Linked DNA regions of Gossypium hirsutum: all the other regions are linked to region 2. A link is a contact called in public Hi-C data. All regions are on one chromosome and are shown on one strand. The core of a region is the stretch at or near the end of the contact, and the rest is flanking DNA. Distances in the headings are between cores, read along the strand shown. Region 1 holds the start of LOC107951320 (U3 snoRNP-associated protein-like EMB2271). Region 2 holds the start of LOC107951386 (transmembrane protein 120 homolog). Region 3 holds the start of LOC107951298 (protein NTM1-like 9).

The links. A called contact is a pair of places that touch in the nucleus more often than the background predicts.
Region 1: a Hi-C map of leaf shows a contact between it and region 2, with 3 times the contacts expected there. The contact joins the promoter of LOC107951320 here to the promoter of LOC107951386 in region 2. A contact is called at or near these places in 3 of 34 Hi-C or Micro-C datasets (all in leaf).
Region 3: a Hi-C map of hypocotyl shows a contact between it and region 2, with 4 times the contacts expected there. The contact joins the promoter of LOC107951298 here to the promoter of LOC107951386 in region 2. A contact is called at or near these places in 5 of 34 Hi-C or Micro-C datasets (hypocotyl, leaf and petal).

What each region holds. Positions count from the first base shown.
Region 1 is chrA02:40,777,122-40,781,534 of Gossypium_hirsutum_v2.1, forward strand. LOC107951320 (U3 snoRNP-associated protein-like EMB2271) reads right to left here and starts at 2,204. Exons shown (of 7, transcript XM_016886322.2): 1 at 1,590-2,204; 2 at 1,125-1,467; 3 at 678-902; 4 at 151-379. The coding sequence starts at 2,014. LOC107951321 (a long non-coding RNA gene) reads right to left here. Exons shown (of 3, transcript XR_001698397.2): 3 at 3,426-3,770.
Region 2 is chrA02:41,576,337-41,580,480 of Gossypium_hirsutum_v2.1, forward strand. LOC107951386 (transmembrane protein 120 homolog) reads right to left here and starts at 2,700. Exons shown (of 11, transcript XM_016886433.2): 1 at 2,522-2,700; 2 at 2,179-2,430; 3 at 2,003-2,081; 4 at 1,798-1,892; 5 at 1,401-1,505; 6 at 1,236-1,315. The coding sequence starts at 2,409. LOC107951385 (probable methyltransferase PMT18) reads right to left here. Exons shown (of 7, transcript XM_016886427.2): 6 at 3,798-4,144; 7 at 3,195-3,711. The coding sequence ends at 3,483.
Region 3 is chrA02:42,111,054-42,115,450 of Gossypium_hirsutum_v2.1, forward strand. It overlaps LOC107951298 (protein NTM1-like 9), which reads left to right and starts at 1,284. Exons shown (of 6, transcript XM_016886298.2): 1 at 1,284-1,967; 2 at 2,263-2,545; 3 at 2,647-2,922; 4 at 3,032-3,415; 5 at 3,605-4,135; 6 at 4,221-4,397. The coding sequence starts at 1,945.

The sequences.
Region 1 (4,413 bases), core at 954-3,453, 800 kb before region 2:
TAAATCAAATACATAGACCAAAGTCTAAACAAAGACCTTCATTCATTTAAAATATTTTTAAGTATTTAAATGATAAAAGGTGTATCTAGGGTGGCCGGGTTGGGCTTAAGACACATGAAAAACAGGGTTAATTGAAATATTTGTGATTACCTAAACAATTATCAGGGATATTTTCACAGCCTTTTTGTTCAACATTTTGGCCAGCAGGCAGCAGAGCATGAGCATTCTTCACAATATATACAGGTTTCTTTCTTAATACGTTCCAAAGTTGAATACTTCCATCGTCCGAGCCAGATAAGAATTCATCATTGTTAATAAAGCAGCAGCACTCCAAAGATGTTGGTGGGGGACGAAAAACCAATCGAGACTGGTCGAGAACCTAGTCAGCATGGTTCAAAAGGGATGCTTATCAGATATGGAGAACAAAAGCAATATCCCAGTATCCACCTAGCCTACAGTTCAATGAAACAAATTCTACTAGCAGTTCAATAATATGCTCAGAATATAGGGGGTGGAAGGGTCGTAGGGGGTGCATATTAGAAGATATCCAACAATTTTGATTGTACAGTGAACACAAGTGAACTTCTATCAGAAGCATTACTCCACATCACATTGTTATTTTTTCGTCCATGATTGTCTACTTGGATGATGAACTAAAACTTCTACATCATGTTTACCTTAAACAACATCATACATCGATCACGGCCAACTGTCAATACTCGTTCTTTCCTTAGGCAATCAAGGGTCAACACTTCACTTTCATGACCACATATTGTGTCAATGTAAGCTCGGTCTTCCATGTTCCAATACTTGATTGTTCGATCAAACGATCCAGAAAAAAGATCTGTAGTACCTTGCCTAAAACTTAAACATGACACAGGCTTTTGATGACCTGAGAATGCCTGTTGAGAACATATGAAAGGCCAAATTGAGAAAACTGTACACTTCATCATTGAAAAACAGGAATGGGTTAAGTTGGTGAGATTACATATTACTGACTAAACTAAAAACAGAAATATGTTGTCTTTTTCCTTCTACTTTTGGGCTTTTTCCAAAAATAAGGTATACAATATGTCAATATCATCTAGTATATCTGCTAAGTTTGATAAGTAAGGCGGAACTACCTGTAAATGCTCTCTTGTACGAATATCCCATAGATGAACATGGCGGTCTAAGCCTCCACTAGCCAAATACCGGCCATCTGAACTAACAGCCAAGGCTAATACACTTTTACTGTGCTTTTTAAGGCGACCCCTTGGATCCTTGGCCCCATGACTTTTAAGAATATCTTCACTAGGCCATTGGTACCTTTCTGTCTTCCCACTTTCTACATCCCACTGTAAAATAGTACCGTCTTTGGAAGCTGAGAAGCCCTTCAAGTCATCATCAGATAAAGCTACAGCAGTAACAGTGTGACGATGCTTCACCATGACTCTAAATCCATCAGCAGTTTCTGGCTTTTTAAGCCTGAGTTGAGTACATTCAACAATGTAAGCAATCTCTCAATAACAAAGCAAAAGTGCTCCTACGATATTCCAAAACTAGAACAGTGATTAGACGTTTTAAACATAGAAAAAAATTGTTTTTACCTGGAAGCAACGACTCTCTTAATCCTGCCACTCTCCTCAAGCTGTTCTTGCTGCAAAATCTTGGCCACAAGCGAATCCCTAGCCTCTTCTTCTTCCACTTCCTCGTCCCCATCCCTGCCCTCTTTCTCCTTCCTTGCTATTGCCCTCATCTTATCCAAAAGCTCCGTCGCCACTCTTTTCCGAATCTCACCAGGAGTCTCCTCAATCTCATTCTCATCCTCTCCGCCGTTTCCGTCAGAAGCCCCCTGAATCTCCGCCTCCTCTTCAGAACCACCTGACTCAATGTCATCATCCTCGTAGTCCATTTTCCGCCGCTTCTTACTCTCCGTCTCGAAAAAGGGATCATTTTTCAGCGAAAATTTCTTCCCTTTTGGGCATCCTTTTGTGGCCGACGTCCCCCGCTTCTTCTCATTCTTGCTCTTCATAGTTCAACAATCAGAGATGAAGAAACAGCTAAATAAATGAAGTGTTTCTTCAAAATGCAAAGGAGACGAGAACCGACGGGTTTAAGACTAGGGTTTTTCTATAAGAAAGCTGATATTATGTACTTATGTGATGCGATCTAAATACGGCTCGGGTCTCTGTTGCGATTAATAATAATAGATAGATAAATATAATTTATAGATAAATATAAAATTATATATATAGTTTTAATGTGAAATTTAATACAAGAAATTCAATTTGATGCAGTTATCTATATCCTGTTTCCATATATGGATTAGACTTTTAATTTTTAGTTTAATTGTATACATTTAAAGAAATAAATATATTTATTATTGATTAAGTCTTAGTTCAATTGATATTGACATTATTATCAATACTGAAATATATAAGTTCTAGTGCGTCAAAGCATATTTATTCTCTTATTAATATATTTGTTTTTGTTTGTAATATATGAACATAAATTAGTATTATGTCAATAATATTTTCATATATAAAATTCCACAAATTAAAAATTTAGATATAACATTGAACATTAAAATAAAGTTCATGGTAATTTTAATATTTATTCCTAATTATAATTATTTTTTATACAAAGCATAAAATTACCCATAATTATGGGTGTGGAAAAAAAATTCTAAACCGAAAAATCAAAGTGAATTGAACAAAAATATTGAATTTTTTCGGTTTTTTAATTTAACTGATTTTTATGTTCAGTATAATTTGTTTATTCGATTGATTTTCGATTTTGACATTTTAAATCAAATAACACGGATAAATCATAATCTATAAGGCCAAAAGCCCATAACCCAATTACATACCCAAACCTAAATTCAGACCTTAAACCTAAATACTTATTAAAACTTAATACTCGTAAAGGTACGTTTGATTCACTGTAATAGAATAAAGCTATAATTGAATAGAGCTCTAATGAATAGATTTGTAATTAATAATTCAATTGTTTGGTTGAATGGACTAAAATAGAACTGTAATAGTATTTTTTTTTTTGATTGAATAGAATAGATGTTGTAATAGTATAAGGAAAAAGACTTAAATGACCAAAGCACCCTTAGCAAAATTTTTTTATGTAGATAATTATTGTTGTTATTAAATTTTAATAAAATTATTGTTTAATATATTTTTATTAAAAATAATAATAAATAATTTTATCATATTTTAACATAATTATTATTACATATAATTTAATAAAATAATATACAATTTAATAACATTCTTAATATAATTATTATATTATATGAATTAAAAAATCATAATATATAATATTGTTAAAATAATATATAATCTATTTTATTGTTTTTAAACTGCATTACATATTTAATGTGCTAAAATATCATTAGTGAAACAAATAATTTAATTATTCTACAATAAAAAATAAAACATTAGAAGTAATAAATAACTTGAGAATTATATTTCATATCCAAATATAATATTCATATATTAACAAAATTTTCCATGATTTCATTAGCTTATATGTCATAATCCATATGTTAAATTCTATCATGTCATTATATCATCCAAATATTACAAACACAAAAACTTACCAAAATATCATCAATACAACCATGATTTTTAATGGTCAACAAGAAATCTTCTGACCCATTCCAATCGCACAGAAGAAGGTAAACTAAAGAAAATGAGCATTTGCGTTAGATGGTTTGGGATTTGCTCAACGCGCGATATCTTTCCCCTTCTTGTTGCTACCTTCAACCACTCCTTTAGCTAAAACATACAAATCATTCCATTATTTCAAGAGGATATACATTTAACACATTTAACCATTCCATTCCATTATTTCAAAAGGATACACATTTAACACACAAACCATAATAGTATACAACAACAGCAACCCTTACTATTAATAGCAATAATATATTTACAAAATATACATGTATGAACTAAAATTGAGTCAATGTTGAAAACACGATGCTAAAGAAGAGTAATTCTCGTAAGCATATAACCCTATTTTGAATTAAAAAAATTCAGGAAAGAATATCATGTCTAATCCACAAGGGAAACCAAATAAAATATAAATCCCAAATATTAAAAACATTTGCAAAAACAAATGATAGGTAGATAACGAAACATCTCAAAAACAAACAGTATATATTGATGCCAACCATTGGGCTAAAATTGACGTATTAATTCCATTAATGATGCACACAAAATAAACAAAGCCTCTTCAAGTCAAATGCTATCAATACAAATCATCAATGATTAAAAAAACCAACTCACATTGGCTGCAATCTCAGAGTCAAATCATACAAACAATTGACTATCAACTTATAAAAATTTCCTTTAATCATACAAACAAATATTTTTGTTTTGGTTAACATGTCATTCAAAAAATGGGAAAAAAACGACT
Region 2 (4,144 bases), core at 1,450-3,949:
TTTTAAAAATTCTGGTTCAATCCCCCCTTCAATCAGTTTTTTAGCCAATTCAACTGGTTCATACCGGTTCCTGATCTATCCAGTTCAAAGTCACTTTCCAAACCGATCTCCCAACTGGTTCCTAGTCCAACTAATCGGTTCGATTCAAACAACACTAGTTGCAACTAATGTACCGAACAAATTGGAAGGGGCTATATACCAAGTAAAATGCACGTACAGAACAACCTCTACTCTTTCTCATACCAATTTGGTCTGTACCCGAGACAAGTCAAGAAGTTTAAACTAAGTGCGATAAGAGACCATGCCAAGCTTTAAACTATGAGCAATAGGCCTATAATCATATCCTAATGGAAGATCTACACATTTGATCTCAAAAAGGAAGGAATAACAATGGATAAAACACCTAGAGCATAAAAAAATGTTTACCACCATAACATAAAATCAATCCTAATGGTGCAACCAAAGGATAAAGTTAGCAAGATAATGGACACCATTGTCTTTTTATGTCTTCACATCAACAATTGAGAGGGTGTACTCCATGCTCAAAACTTAATGAGAAACAATGTCATCATTACAATAAGATAGAAAACCATACTAATGACCTCCCTCTTCTTAAGTCCTTTCTTTCCAGTTTGACGATCTTATGATGTCCAAACCTTCTCAAGTGTCTTACTCACTAACTTCCCATCTCCATACACCCACATAATCACACACAAGCAAGCACTCTGTACGGTGCATCCATCAAATCTAATAGTCCTAAACAATTGCACAAGTCCACCAACTTGAGGGTATGAGAGAATCATTAACATGATATGGTTACTCCAAAAGGAAAATAAAACATGGCAAGGATGATTAACATTAGTGCATAAACATACACCAGAACAAGGAAACTAGTTTCTGAATTTTTTCCAATGTTGTACCTTTCTAGGCATTACATCACAAACCAAGAAAGCCTAATTTAAAAGCATGTAGTGACCCATAAAAGAGTAACAAAAAGTAGAGAGGTGCTAGGAGTATGAACACATTTTCCACATTTTCCAATATGATCTTTGCCACAAGTCACCATTTACATTGACATTAAAACATCTCTCAAGTTACTATAATCTCAAGATTACTGCACACTACAAATTCATTTTTCTTGAAAAAGTTCCATTTATACAAAACAAAACTAGAAAGTAAACATGCTTGCTTTTGGAAAACATTTGAAAAGAAAAAAAAAGATGGCATGCAATTACCATGGACGAATGTCACTTCCATTTGCTCGCAATATGTTCTCTCGCAAAGCCAAACCAGTGTTAAGGAACAACAACCATGCCTAATAGAGCATATACTCAGCATTAAACCAATAACAAAGGAACTGACTCTCAAACAAAAACCCTAAGGAATAATTCATAAAATACCTCGTACAACTGAACTGGAAATGCAGGCAAGCATCCTCCCCATATCCACGATCGTAAAATAAGCAAAATTAATGGAAAAAGAATAAACATTAAGGCAGTCCTATCCTGTTGAAGGGAGGTAGAATTTATTAAGAATATATAGTTAAATTTCAAATATCTTCTCTTTTAGCTTATAAAAAAATGATTCACGGATAGATCATGAATCAGAAAAACTTATACTACAACTTTCAGATGTCTAAATATACAATAGTAAGGGGTAACTAAATGCAAAAAAGAGGCTATATGTGAAATTGAGTTGATGCAATAGTGAAATTGAAGGGCATATTGGGATGCCAACAACAAGACAATCAAAGAATCGAATTTTAGAAAAGGAGAGTTATAGTGAAGTAATGCTTACTCTGTAGCTATTATATTCCTCCTTAGCTTTCAACTGGATCTCTTTGCGAGATGCACGAACACTGATTGGTCCCAGAAACATCCTTAGATACCAACCTGCCATTCCCCAATTTCCATTTCATTATTAATCAATTCATAACTCTAATACCAGGAAAATTAAATTACTAAAATTTTAAAAGAAAAAAGAAAGAAAGAAATTATTATACCCTGAGCATTGGCAGGAAGAAAACCAGCAGCGTCTCCATCGGTTATAATACATATCGCTGTCTGTAAATCCTCTTCCAGCTGTTTTCAGATCCAAATTTCAGGATTTGTTTCTTTTTCCAAATTTAAAAATGGAAAATGAAAAACGAAAAAAGAAGATGCAAAGTGGGGAGTTTACCTTGTCTGCAAGTTTGGGATCCAAAAGCTTCTGAGAGAGAACGGTAGTAATGGAGGAACGGAGGTGGCGAATAGAGGAATCGAGAGAATTCGCCTTTAGGCGAAGAGATTGCTCGTCGTTGGATATCATGGATATGAGGCCCGCGCCTGCTTCTTGCAACTCTCTGGCTTGCTCCATCACCTTCCCTACTTCTTCTTCCATTTCATTCGTCGATTCCTCCACATTCTCCATTTTCTACTCCTTGGGTTTTTCCTGATTATTCAAAAAAAAAAATTAAAATGAACGATGGTACCATGAAAGGGAAAGCAAATCAAAGGAAAAGGATTTCTGGTTCTTTTATTACGTGGACCGCGAGTAATTTGTCCCGCATTCCCACGCAACACCATTCAAATTATTATTATTATTATTTTAATTTTATTCGTCATTTTGTCCATTTATTTGAGAAAAATTTTAGCCTAAGAGGGTCCAAGTTGACTAGCAGGCAGCATTGGCAAGAACAACCTTGGCCTTTGTTGGCCTCAATGCCCACTACTAGCCAACGGTCTCTTTCGCCTTTTATTGAGTGAGCTTCATAACCCCACATGGGGGCAGGCAGAGCCCCTAAAGCAAAGGATTTTCATTTCAATGCTTGGCTATCACCCTCTAGCAACTACCTATTATCTGTTGCATGGCCATTGGCATTAGTTGGTCAGTTTGATGTTTAAGCTCAAGGGCTGGAAATCAACAATGGCCAATTCCGATGAATATAACTACAACAAAGGGGATTCCTTGGCCTTACGGGCTATTACAAGCTTCTGTACAAAGAGTTGCTGAAGAAAAACCAATTTGAAAGAACTTACAGAAGCTTTTGTTTAAGCTTTTCTTTCGAATGAACATTTTATTTTCTAAGATCACATTTCCAACAGTGCACCACAGTTCTTTGAATATGCGGTGGCTGCTGCTTTTGAAGAAGACAAACAGGTTTATCTTCTAATCCCTACCTTATCATCTCGCATTGCAATGTATATGATTGATCATTTAATTCAAAAACTGTAGGGGTAGGCTACAGAGAGCCTACTTTTCAATTACTGCAGACAGTGTACATATCTATTTAGCTTAAGACAATGGCAGTATCCGCTAGATTTGTAGTACAAAGAGAATCTGCTTAGTATTACAGTGCATCAATGAAATTATACCATCAATAATTTTAATCAAACCCACCCTTTTACCCTTATCTTGGGTGAAATTTCAGTGATTTTGACTGTTCCCAAGACGAAAAATTGTGACAAATGAAGTGCAGAAAAGAGAGATGATTGAAATCCCAGTTAGAGCTGTTTTTGAGTTGCTTCACCAGTCCAGTATGTTTTGACAGCAACAAGAATCTTCTCTGGATTGAAAGGTCCGCTTTCATGGTCAATTATCTGACTCTTCCATCTCATTCCATCTGTTATACTCTGGATCTTCACAAGCAGCTCCACTGTGTCCCTAAATATAACGGTCCCTTCCGGCCTCAGAATCCGATCCATATCCAGCAAGATGTAAGTGATGTCACACCTTCAATGAAAAATATATAACATCAGTTCAACCACAATTACGAATTACGTGCTCATGATTGAGAATACCACCTCTCATAACATTACCTGTTCTGGTATAAAGTAAACAAGCCACTAGCATGGATGAGATCATATGTTCTTGGATATGTTGAGAATGCCTCACACCAGTCCTGGTAGGTACCAATTAAACCTCGCTCATAAATAACTCCCAAAGTGTCATGGTTTGAATTTACAGGGACCACGTTCATGACCCAAACTGGATAATTTAACATAGCTGTTGCAAATCCCCCAATGTAAGCATTCATGTCCATAATATTCCGATATCGTCCAGTGGGAAGTGGACTAATGATTCGTTTGTAATGTGCTACTCTTTCCTTCCAAAGTTTATTATCCTCTTCGAATCTCTCAGCTGTGATGCCTGGTGTTGAGCCACT
Region 3 (4,397 bases), core at 34-2,533, 530 kb after region 2:
TGATTATTTTAGTTAATAGAAATGACTTAATTGAGTGCAAATTTACTGCATAAACTTAATTGATTTTTTTTTGCATATTTTAAGGACTATTTTTGACAAATTGTCTTCTTTCAAAAAACATAAGACCATCTTTTTAAGAAAAAAAACTCCCTTATAAGTAATATAATATTTAAAATTGAGTAAAATATTATTATAGTAACAATAAATTTTAATTTTAAAAATATTAAAATATTGATATTTAATATTATAATATTATTTTGATAATAGATTTCAATATTAATAATTATTTTAAATTTTAAATAGTATTGAAATATTTTTTTATTAATTTATTGTTATTAAATATATAAATGATAATTTCTAAATATTTAGTAATAATATTTTAATAGTATAAATGAATATTTGTTTTCATTTATCCTTTTGGCTCCGGTGTTTCACCATCCAACATCATACCTATAACTTCAAATTAAGTTAATATTAAATTTATAGGAGATAATATAGTTATTACTAGTTTGTCAAACGGTAATATTTCCATAATATTTTATAATTTATATTATGCATTTTTTATTTAAAAACTTTGAAAAATGATTTTTTAAAAAAACCAAATGATTACGTGAAATCATCCAAATATCATAAAAAATCAAAATTTTTCTATAAGCAATTTTCAGTCAAAGTTTAAGATTTTTTTACTTTTAGAATTTAGTCTTTATTTTTTTATTTTTAATAATTTAGTCTTTTTACTTTTTAAATTTTAAATTTTAGATTTAATTATTAATTTGTTAATTTTTTTTTAAATTTGTTGACACGATATTTTGAAAATTTAAAAGAAAGTCTCACTTCACGATTATGTAACAGAAAATAACATTTGCAATGAATCTGAATTTAATAGAAAATTTCATGGTATTAACAATTGAACATATATTTTTAAATTTGAAAAGCAGAGGGACTAAATTCATTGAAATGAAAATAAGAGGAATAAAGTTCAAATGTACAAAGAATACAAGGACTTGGAGCAGTTTTTAACCTTAATTAATATATTTTGAAGTTTAGTAGTAATTTTAGAATCTAAATCTGGTTGCAAGTAATCCATATATATAGAACACTAGAAAAGCACGTGAATGAATCAAAAAAAAAGTTTCTGGGCAAATATCACAATATTATAGCCAGCCGGGCGCACGAGGCAAAATAAATTTTTCCTTTTTCTGTTTTAATAAAAACCAATAGAAAAAGCTTGAACTTTACTGAGACTATAAAAATACGAAAAGGCTTGCGTGATAAGCTAACTCACTGTGCTCCTTTTCCTCAGTGCAACATTACAATGAAAAGACGTGGACGGTATTATCCAAAAAGCAAGAAGCAAAAAAAAGTGACAAAAGCGTAGAGAGGGTATTTTGGTAATTGTGTAGGATCTAGTGCTCCATTGCCTTAGCCTACGCTGGAAAAGGAGGAAAAAGGAGCTCAATTATTGGGTGGCTCAATTCGCCGTCCACACCGGGGTTTTTTCTACGCTGTGGGCGCCTCTCATCGTCTTCCTCTTGTAATGCGCTTCAGTCTCCACCAATGGTAGAGCGACACGGCTGCAAAAAGGGACCGGACATGGTCACGTGATTACTCACACATGATTTTTTTTTTTCACATTTACTTGGCTTTGCGGCTTTACCCTAAGACGAAAGCGACCTGACGGAGCTCTCAACTGAAAATCAACTAATTTACCTTCCTAAGTAATCTAGTTGGATAGTCACTGAAGAAGAAGAAGACAATTTTACTCAGAATCGAGAATTTTTTTTTTGAAAACTAGCAAAGGATGGCAGTTTTAACGATGGAAACGTTGCCTTTAGGGTTTAGGTTCAGGCCGACTGATGAGGAGCTCATCAATCATTACCTTAGATTGAAGATCAACGGTCGTCATTCCGAGGTTGGTGTCATTCCTGAAATCGATGTCTGCAAATGGGAGCCATGGGATTTGCCTGGTATTTCTTTTTTCTCTTTTTCTTTTGCGTAAGAAAGAAATTATTGGTTTAAGTATTGTTTTGATTCTTTGATACCTTAGCCTTAGCCAAAGCGTCAGCTGGAAATTTTGCTTTATTCGCTCAATATATGAAATTAATATACATTTTATTTCATAAATTCGATTCCTACAACTTGCAATTTGAGGTAAACTTACGGTTTTTTTTTTTTTTGAAATTCCTCTCTGCGAAAAAAAGTTTTTATGTTCCAAAATTAGTTAAATTCTGAATTTTTATTACTGGGATGGTTGAATTTAAGTACAGGACTGTCGGTGATAAAATCGGACGATCCAGAGTGGTTCTTCTTTTGCCCGCTTGATAGGAAGTACCCGAACAGCCATCGTTCCAACAGAGCTACGGATAAAGGATATTGGAAAGCAACGGGTAAGGATCGAACCATTAAGTCTAAAAAGTCACTGATTGGCATGAAGAAGACTTTGGTTTTTTACAAGGGCCGTGCTCCCAAGGGCCAGCGTACTTACTGGATCATGCATGAGTACCGTCCCACTACAAAGGACCTTGATGGCACCGCCCCTGGCCAGGTTTTCCTTCTTAATTTTTAGGCTTGCTGTTCTTAGTTAAGGGTTTGATTCAAATAAAAACAAGAATGTCTATATGACTTGGACCCTTTTTCTTGGTGCAGAGTGCTTTTGTTCAATGTCGATTGTTTCATAAACCGGAAGAGAAGAATGATATTGTGAAGTACGATGAGGTTGAGCAAACCGTATGTTCGGCTGCCATGACAAAATCTGCTCCTGATGATGATACATCATCGGATCTTGTCCAAGATACCATATCATCTGAGACACAAGCTCAGAATCCCGATACTTCCATGCCAAATGGTCAAATAACGGGTGACAGCTGCTGCAATAGTCATATGACTTCTGATGCAGAAGATCACGCAGCTGAAGAAACCTTGGTAGAAGTCAACAAGTTACCTATATTCTAGCATTGTTGCATGCATCATTGTTTTATATTGACTATACCATGACTCTTGACAAGAACTGTTTTTTTGCTTATTAACACAGAAATATCCGCTCTTGGGAAGCAATTCAGACTTGTATGAACCCAATTGTGATGAAATTGATTATAAAGTCTTCTCGCCAATGAACTCACAATTTTTTGAAGATCTGCCGCCCTACATGGATTCCCCTTATGCAAGCGACTTTGGCCATGATCAAAATGGATTCCATTTCCAGGATGGGACTAGCAAACAAGATATATCTTTCCCATTGTTGGATGAGGCCTTGAATAACCATGATAACTTTTCTGAAGAGTCTAACAGTTGGAAAAACTTGGTTGCTGGAACCGAAATGCCCTTGTCTGGTAATGCATTCATCTCGAAGGCAATGCCACCAGAAACCTCCTATGTCAAAGAAAATGGCATATACACTGAAATGTTGCCAGTTCAGGTACAGAGATAACTTCTAGCCTTTATTTCCTTTGTATGTAACCATTATTTGTTTCCTGTTTAGTTTTCTAAAGCTTGAGTTTGAGTTTCTGCCTCATATTTTGCATTTGTTTTTCACTTTGAAGGCTCTGAGATTTAGTTTATGGTTGGATTCTAACTTAATTTTTTATGTTTTGAAATTCTTTACCAGTATGAGTCAGACATTGGAGGTCCTGGGTGGTCTGGTGGGTTTATTGATGACAAGAACTCCGTGCAAATGCTAACTTCCTTAGAGTCCAGCCTTACCCAAACTGCGCCATATGATCCAGTATTTATAGGTGGACATATTGGTGGTCCTGAAAACTATTGCGTTGGCCAAGCAACTTCATCTACTAATTCTGCAATTGGTGATTTTAATAATTTGCAACAATTAACTGGTCTGAGGTATCATGTGAATAACGGTGGTGTAACTGGAATGAGGACTAGAGCCTGCCAGCCTCTGCAACAACCGTTAGAAGACTTTGAAACTCTTGGAACTGGATTCAACTTTAGGACCCGTGGGCCTCAGGGAAAACCAAGTTTAGACCACATTTTAAATCAGGGCAATGCTCCAAGAAGACTACGCTTGCTAATGAAAATTTCTAACGGACCAATGAAAGTGTCTGCAGGCTGTTTTGATGATGGCAAATTGACAAGTGCTGGCCTCGGTGAAGAAGAAGAAGTTCAATCTGCTCTAACTGAGGTAGGGTAACCAGGAATAGCTCATTTTTATATATCAGTTTACTGAATTTCATTTCACATAGCAAGTTTCAATACTTTGGATGCAGGTCACAGAAGCAGAAGCTACCGGACAGACTTCTAGCTCTTATGAGTCCAAGAAAGAGAACCAGTTGTTCAAGTTCACTAGCAGCGAGGATATTGGTAAAGAACCTTGTACAAAACTGAGGCAAAGGGTTAAGGAAGATAGCAAGCCATGCAGCAGCCAAATGTGTTCCAAGACAGAG